2 separate regions of the Macaca mulatta genome follow, and region 1 is linked to region 2. The links are chromatin contacts, called in public Hi-C maps. All regions are on one chromosome and are shown on one strand. Each heading gives the region's core, a stretch centred on a gene start, on an enhancer-like site or on the middle of the called end of the contact. The rest is flanking DNA. Distances are from core to core; before and after follow the strand shown. Region 1 holds the start of DNAJB14 (DnaJ heat shock protein family (Hsp40) member B14). Region 2 holds the start of DAPP1 (dual adaptor of phosphotyrosine and 3-phosphoinositides 1).

Region 1 (3,823 bases), core at 954-3,453, 130 kb before region 2:
TCATCAAGGCTACAATTGCTGGTGGTGGTATGTTAACTTCTAAAATTTTTAAAAATTTCTTCAGAGGAAGGAATTCTTTGCTGCTTTAATTTCATTAGTTTTTCTAGAAGAGAAAATTTAAGTATATTTTCATTGATGCAAGTATGGTTTTATCATGAAATTTGATTCATATGTATAACTGAATTTTTACTTCATACTTGAGCTGCACGTTTTTAAAGATACTTGAACAGTATACTTTTTTTGGTTTCAAATACTGTGATTTTAAAAAAAAAATCTTAAGTAGAATTAATTCCTGTCACTCTCCTAGGTGTCATTCCACACATCCACAAATCTCTGATTGGGAAGAAAGGACAACAGAAGACTGTCTAAAGGATGCCTGGATTCCTTGTTATCTCAGGACTCTAAATACTCTAACAGCTGTCCAGTGTTGGTGATTCCAGTGGACTGTATCTCTGTGAAAAACACAATTTTGCCTTTTTGTAATTCTATTTGAGCAAGTTGGAAGTTTAATTAGCTTTCCAACCAACCAAATTTCTGCATTCGAGTCTTAACCATATTTAAGTGTTACTGTGGCTTCAAAGAAGCTATTGATTCTGAAGTAGTGGGTTTTGATTGAGTTGACTGTTTTTAAAAAACTGTTTGGATTTTAATTGTGATGCAGAAGTTATAGTAACAAACATTTGGTTTTGTACAGACATTATTTCCACTCTGGTGGATAAGCTCAATAAAGGTCATATCCCAAACTAGTTGTGTATTAAATTGGCTTGATTGTAATATGAATTTGTTTTGAATATCTAGCAGCAATAACTAAGCACATTTCTTTGTGACTGACCTGTCAAATCTAGATCAACAAAGTGAGATAGACCAAGTATATATTTTTAATGTTATATAATAAGCTACTAAAGTTTTAATTTAAAAAGTTGTCAGGAGCTGGAGTGGGAGCATTTCAGTTTGTGCATTGACTTTGCTTGCTGTGTGACAGCACTGCACTAGTATGCTGTTAGTGTGGTGGACTTGGGGAGGGAGAGAATAGGTAGGAATGTCCTGTATATCCACATAATGAACTCCGAATTTAAACTCTGAAGCTAATAGTGCTACGTGCTAGGCCCTGCTTTGAAGTCTGAAATTGAAATTGTTAAGTGCTCAGTAACATCATTGGGGATATACTATCTCCATTTTATTGAAGAGAAGCAGGCTTTCTTATTTGAAAGTACCGAGTTCTGGTGGTAGTTGGAATTAACAGCTTGGCTCACAGCATTTTGTAAAAATCGTTACCTTGTTGGGTTGAGCAGATCGTTTCCACAGTTTGTCATGTTTTTTAAAAAAATTAAAACTGCACATAACATTCACCCCCACCCTCACCGTGAAGACTAACATGACACCGTACTTCCAAGTGGTAATGTTACCCAAATGGGAAGGAAAAGGTGAAATCAAAAGTTTGCTTTCGTTAGGGCAACACTTGAGGGGCTGATTCCTCCCTTGTTTTGAATACACAGGATTAGGGCCGCTCTGCACCACTCGTTGCAAGCTACAAATTAAACTGCTTTGTACTTTGGATAGCCTGACATCTGGGTCAGAAAAAAATGTGCAGCTGAAATAAGGCTGTCGTACAAGCCCTAAGATTAGGTTGAAACGACGCTCTAACATGTCCCGGAAGTGCTGAGACTGGACTGACTGACACCTTGGTCCTCACCTGACCGCATCCTCCCTCGCTTGAGGGGCTCAGAAGCGGGGCCTCCAAGCCTGGGAAATTAACTGAAAACGAGTGTCCCCTTCCGCCATCCCGTCCTCCTGCCCCCATCTGCGAGGGCCGTGCCCGGAGGTCACAGGGCAGGGCGCTTCCAATGCCGGCAATCGGGTCCGGGGCGGAACCCCCCACTCCGCGATGGGCAGCCCGGCTGCCATTGCCCGCCTCGCGGGCAGGTAAGCTTCTAGCCTACCGGCGCCGTGCGCGGACCACCAAGTCAGCTCGGATGTCCGGGCCCAGCAGCTTGGTCCTGGGCCGGGACGGATGCGGCTAGCACCCTAGGGGCTCGCGGGGGGCGGGGAGGCCGCCGTGAGGAGGCGGAGCTGCGAGGCCCGCCCGTCAGCCCGGGCCGTCGCCGCCGCTGCCGCGGTCCCCTGCGCTCCTCCCAGCCGGCCGCCGCACGCCCCCAGCCGGTCCGCCTCGCCTCCTCCGCGGCGGCGGCTTCCGCCCCTCTTAGCTGCGCTGCGAGAGGAAACGGAAGAAGGAGCAAGCTATGGAGGGGAACAGGGATGAGGCTGAGAAATGTGTCGAGATCGCCCGGGAGGCCCTGAACGCCGGCAACCGCGAGAAGGCCCAGCGCTTCCTGCAGAAAGCCGAGAAGCTCTACCCATTGCCCTCGGCCCGCGGTGAGACCTCAGCGTCCCTTCTCTCCCTGCCCAATCCCCAGAGCACCGCGTAGCCCTCCCCTGCCCCCACCTCGGCCCCTCCTGGAAGCCTGCGGAGCCCCGGCCTGCCTGAGCCATCCCCAGCCCCAGGCCGGTGGGGAGCATCTCGACACACCCCCGCCCTGGCCCCGGCCCCGGCTTCGGGCCGGGGCTCGGGGAGAGCTGCCGAGGCTTCTCTGCTCCAGCCTGCCCGCCGGCTCGGCGTTCCGCTGTCCTGAATGTCCAGGTTTCATTCTCCTTGGAGGAGACTTGTCTGGTCCCGTCTTACCACAGTGAGGCTTTATTTGTATCTGTGTTGTTTATGTGGCCTCCTTCCTCCCCATTCTCAGTCCCACATAAGGCCTAGGCCCCTATCGAAGTGAGAGGAACGGGGTACTCTAGTGGCTAATCTCAGGTGCCATCATTTCTGAGATCTGTAGAAAACTGTTCCCAAAGCAAACATCGAATACCTGAGATGACATTGCTTTTCCCTGGGAGAGAGTTCCTTTAAAAGAGAAGAGCACACATTCGGCAAGAATGGTCAAGAGTCAGTAGTGATTGCTGAATAGTATCTGATTTGATAACACCAGAATTATCGACGAACCAAATCTCTGAGGAATATGGTACTGGGTTTCCTTTAGTTGAATTCAGCTTATTTATTGTCCTACTCAATTGGCTTCAGAGTAATAATAGCCAACATTTATTGAGCACTTACAAAGTGCCAATAGTTATGCCTAACATTTTGCATGGATTATTTCATTTATTCCTCAGAACAATTCTGTGTAGAGGTGTGGGATTCATTTGACCAGGTTTACCCACATGGAAACAGACTTTGATGAATGAATGAATGAATTAGCAAATGAATGAAAATATCTTACCCAAGGTCACACAACAATTAGTGGCAAAGTCAGAATAGTAGCCGAACTTTCAGACTTCAAAAAGCCTTTAACCACTACACTGTTGCCTTGCCGTTAGTTTTTCCAGATTGAGAAGAAAGTTATCGATAGAAGAAAGTTATCGATAGATTCAATTAATTGTGGAAAATTGTTAATGAAAATACTTGTTTTGTTGTCTCTTAAATTTTTTTTCCCTACGTCGTTGAAGCCCTGTGCTCTTTGCTTTTCTCTCTATCCTTTCTATTACATTGCCTTCTAACACTATACCCGTGAGGACAGGAAAATAAAGTTAAAGAAAAGAGTTAATAATTTTTAAAATTGTGGTTTAAAAACCCACCAAATTTACGGTCTTAACTATTTTTAAGTGTACAGTCCATTAGTGAAGTATATTGACATTGTTGTGCAGACTCTTAAGAACTTTTTCATCTTAAAACACAACTGTGTACTAATTAAACAGCTCCCTATTGCCCCGTCTCCCAATACCCTGGCAACTACTATTCTACTTTGTGTTTCTGTGAATGTAACTACTTTAGTTA
Region 2 (3,797 bases), core at 362-2,861:
TTGCCTCTTCTGTTTGGGGATTCATTCTAGAGGGATAGAGAGATTCTAGAGCTCTGGCTTCCTAATAAGGGGAGTTTTCTTTAATGAAAATTCCAGTTGTTTTATCTGATTCGCCAAATGAAAGTAGAGTTCAATTCCAAGACCTCAGTTTTATAATCTAAAGACAGGAATTACTGATAAACTTTTACAGCAATACAACATAAAAAGATACAATCTCTGCAGCGTTAACACAGAGAGGTTTCAATTCTATTTTGGTTTTTCTTCGGTTTAGGACATAACCCGTGGCAGGTTGGATGCCCAGCTTTGCTATGTAATTGATGTGTGACTAGCAAGCAAGTTATTCAAACCTGTTTGATGCTTGTTTTCATCCTTTGTAAGATGAAGATGACAACAGCTCCCATGTCATTGGATTGTTATGAAGATTTAGAGCTATTTACTCAGGCAGAAGGTACAGGTTTTACCTCTCCTCATGCACAGGTGCCAAAGCCACCCTCATTGGGATATTCCCAGTGCATTAGGCAGAAGGTTCAGTTTCTCTAGGAAATCCCCAATTCCTCTCTTGTGTAATACTTGCTTCTTTTATTAAATACCCGGATGAGTTGTCATCTGGGTCACTTCTCAAAGACAGAGCTCCAATGACTCCACCTACCTATGCTTACCTGTTTGAAGAAGAAATTTTATCCTCTTCGTGGATTGTTGGTATTTAAAGGCTCAAAGTTGGCCCTCTGGACATACATAAAATATAAAACTCCCAAATGCAGTATCAGGAGAAAGAAACATACAAGCGAGACTACTGCAGAAACTTCCTCATTCTCTATCTTTTGAAAAAGTCCCCCTCCCTTACAGTAGGGTAGGCTTTCTGTTTATCTTACCAGCAACATGGTCCTTTTACTGTCCCTGGGTCAGTGCTGGAAACTCTTGAACAACACATTTATTCACAAACCAGAGCAACATCAAGGAAGTCAGGCAACGTCACCTCTATATCCCAATTCTGTCCCTCTTCTCAAAGAATGTCCAGCATTTGATTTTTTTCTCTATTTTCTCAACCTACTTGTTTTCACATCTAGAAAAATAATGCAGGCTTTTGCAATGGAATTAGCCCCAAACAGGAAGATACTTAACAGATACAAATGAATAAAGTGGAAAAAAATAAACAGTTGAAGTGGCAGAGGGCAACAAGGCGCTGAAGATAGTCATTAACCAAAGCATGAAGGTGGGAGTGCGGAGTCAATGTCCACCCACTAGGCACTTTGAAAGGAGATCTGCTCCCTTACCCCAAGTCCTGCAGCAGCTCAGCTTCTCCATCGGATCTGCTCCACAGATCTGAGGGATCCTGGGTGCTCATCTTCCCTTCTAGAAGTTCTGCTCTGCCCATTCGCGCCCTTCACAGAGGCAGAGAGAGACAACTCGGCTGCTCCTGCCACCCTCTCCCTCTGTGAGACAGCAGCCCGCTGTGGCTCTGAGTCTCCAAGGCAAGGAAGTGAAACTTGGTTACTTACTCCTCCCACCAATACCACCACCCTGGCCTGGAGGCACTGGCAGGAGTGTTCTGTCAGTGAGGAAGTATGCAAACTTAGGTAGTTACCTCTGAGGACACCCACACTGCATCACGCAACAGGCAGTTGCTATCAAAGGAAATGAAGAGGCGGTCACCCCACCTGGGATTGGACAACAGTGCAAACTGCTTGTGTGAGGCCAAACCCTAGCTTTTCCCTAATGCGATCAGCCTCTGGTTTGTAGGGGAGGATGAGTGCACTCTTTTACCAATCTTCTTTCTGTCTTACACACCAACACAGGGAACACTGAGGAAGCTTCTATATCAGGAACACCTTTAGAGTGGGTAGAAAAAACAGAAGCAAACCACAAGTTCAACCCTGAAGTTTGCTGTTTTAGTACTTTTGTAATATTTGTGCTTGTTTACCCAGATCTTCTAATATATCCTCGATTCTCTGAATAGGGATGATTCAGAGATAATTATTGTTTCCTCCATGGAAGAATTAGGAGAGAAGAAGGTAGGAAAAAGTTACAAGGGGCCATTCTGGTGCCCACCTAATGGGGCATATTAGAACTCTTGCAGTCTTTTTTTCTTCTTTTTTTTTTTTTTTTTTTTTTTTTTGAGACAGAGTCTCGCTCTGTCACCCAGTCTGGAGTGCAATGGCGTGATCTGAGATCACTACAACCTCCGCCTCCCGGGGTTCAGGTGATTCTCCTGTCTCAGCCTCCCAAGTAGCTGGGATTACAGGCACCCACCATCATGCTCAGCTAATTTTTGTATTTTTGTAGAGATGGGGTTTCACCCTCAGGTGATCCACCCATCTCACCCTCCCAAAGTGCTGGGCTTACAGGCATGAGCCACTGTGCCTGGCCTGAACTCCTGGAGTCTTTGAGCGCCACTTTCTTCATGGGCTTACTCACACCTGCATGGCTTTGTGCCCAGATTCATATGTAGAGGGGGATTCTATCTGCCTGCAATGCTAAAGGTAAATGGCGGTGACTGAATCCTTGGGAAGTAGGACAAAGTGCAGTATCAAATGAGTCAAGGACATACGTTGCTTCCTGCCTTTTCTATGTACCTACAGGTCTCTCTCTCCCTCTCGCTTTCTCTCTATTTCTTCTTATCTCTACTCCCTGACTCACTCAGCACTCACCAGGGTGCTCTGTAACTTGTTCTCACAGTTACAGAGGCCTGAGGACTAGCAGCACAGCAGAGCTGTTCCTAAAGGACTAGATGATTGCAAGAGGCTGCTGTTCACCTCACACGGTTCTATCCTTCATGTTCCTCCCTATTACCACTGTGAGACCCTGGGTAACGCTGGTTGCCAGTGAGAAATTCCCGAGTGTCTAGAGGAGTCTGCTGAAGACTAAGCTCTGATAATACATATGTAACTGACTAAATGAGCACTTACAATTCTTTTGGCTACAGTTTGTTCACAGAGGAGGACAGGGCCCACTCAAACAGAGAGGCCAGTGCAGGCCAGGGAGATACTGAATATGCACACAGCAGCGACAGGGGAACAGCCTGTGCACTAGAGTTCCTGTTCCCTTTCTAGAGCCCTTTATTTGGTGTTTTAGTATCTATTTCATTCCCATTTTTTGCAAATTCTGGTTATTCTTTTTCTTAACTTTTTTGGAAGCTCAAGTAGCAGAATTTTCTAAGATCATCCCTCTTTTCTCTCTGAATCTCCCAGTCTTTCTCCCTTTCTCATGCTGCTGTCCTATCTGTTGTCCTCTCCTTTGATGTCATTGTTCCACTTTGTCATTTACTCAATTTTCCCGGTATCCCTACCACCGTGCCTGCTCCACTAACTGCACACTTAGTTTTGCAGTGGTAACAGCTGCAGGAGGCTTACTAGATAGTTTCAACAAAATGCTGGACCTTCATAAAAATATTTGGTAATATATGTTTTACATTATTCAAATGATATAATTCTTAAATATTTGTTTATTTATTTTTTAGAGATGCCCAGGCTGGTCTCAAACTCCTGGGTTCAAGCAATCCTCCCATTTAGGCCTCTCTAAATATTGAGATTACAGGTGTGAGCCACTACATCCAGTATGTTTATCAAAGGAACCTCAACTTTTGCTTCCAAGCAAGTACAAGGTATGTTTTTAAAAATCACGTAATTATTATTTCAACAATCTCTTTTCAGTGGTGCTGGTTCACAGCCCTGAATTTTTTCCACTCAGGTATTGCAGGCTTCCTCTCAGTGGTGATTTTAAGCAGAGCTCTGTTGGATGCCTTAGACCCTCAGTCATGTCTGTTATGTCTAAAACCCAAGTGCATACAGAGTCTTGAA

Evidence for each region. A called contact is a pair of places that touch in the nucleus more often than the background predicts.
Region 1: a Hi-C map of CD4 T cells shows a contact between it and region 2, with 4 times the contacts expected there. The contact joins the promoter of DNAJB14 here to the promoter of DAPP1 in region 2. A contact is called at or near these places in 4 of 14 Hi-C or Micro-C datasets (CD4 T cells, blood, cortical neurons and 1 more).

Annotation. Positions count from the first base shown.
Region 1 is chr5:109,264,421-109,268,243 of T2T-MMU8v2.0, reverse strand. It overlaps DNAJB14 (DnaJ heat shock protein family (Hsp40) member B14), which reads left to right and starts at 2,203. Exons shown (of 7, transcript XM_015138877.3): 1 at 2,203-2,373. The coding sequence starts at 2,270. It overlaps H2AZ1 (H2A.Z variant histone 1), which reads left to right. Exons shown (of 5, transcript NM_001193550.1): 4 at 1-27; 5 at 308-746. The coding sequence ends at 369.
Region 2 is chr5:109,130,829-109,134,625 of T2T-MMU8v2.0, reverse strand. It overlaps DAPP1 (dual adaptor of phosphotyrosine and 3-phosphoinositides 1), which reads right to left and starts at 1,611. Exons shown (of 10, transcript XM_078002025.1): 1 at 1,275-1,611. The coding sequence starts at 1,375.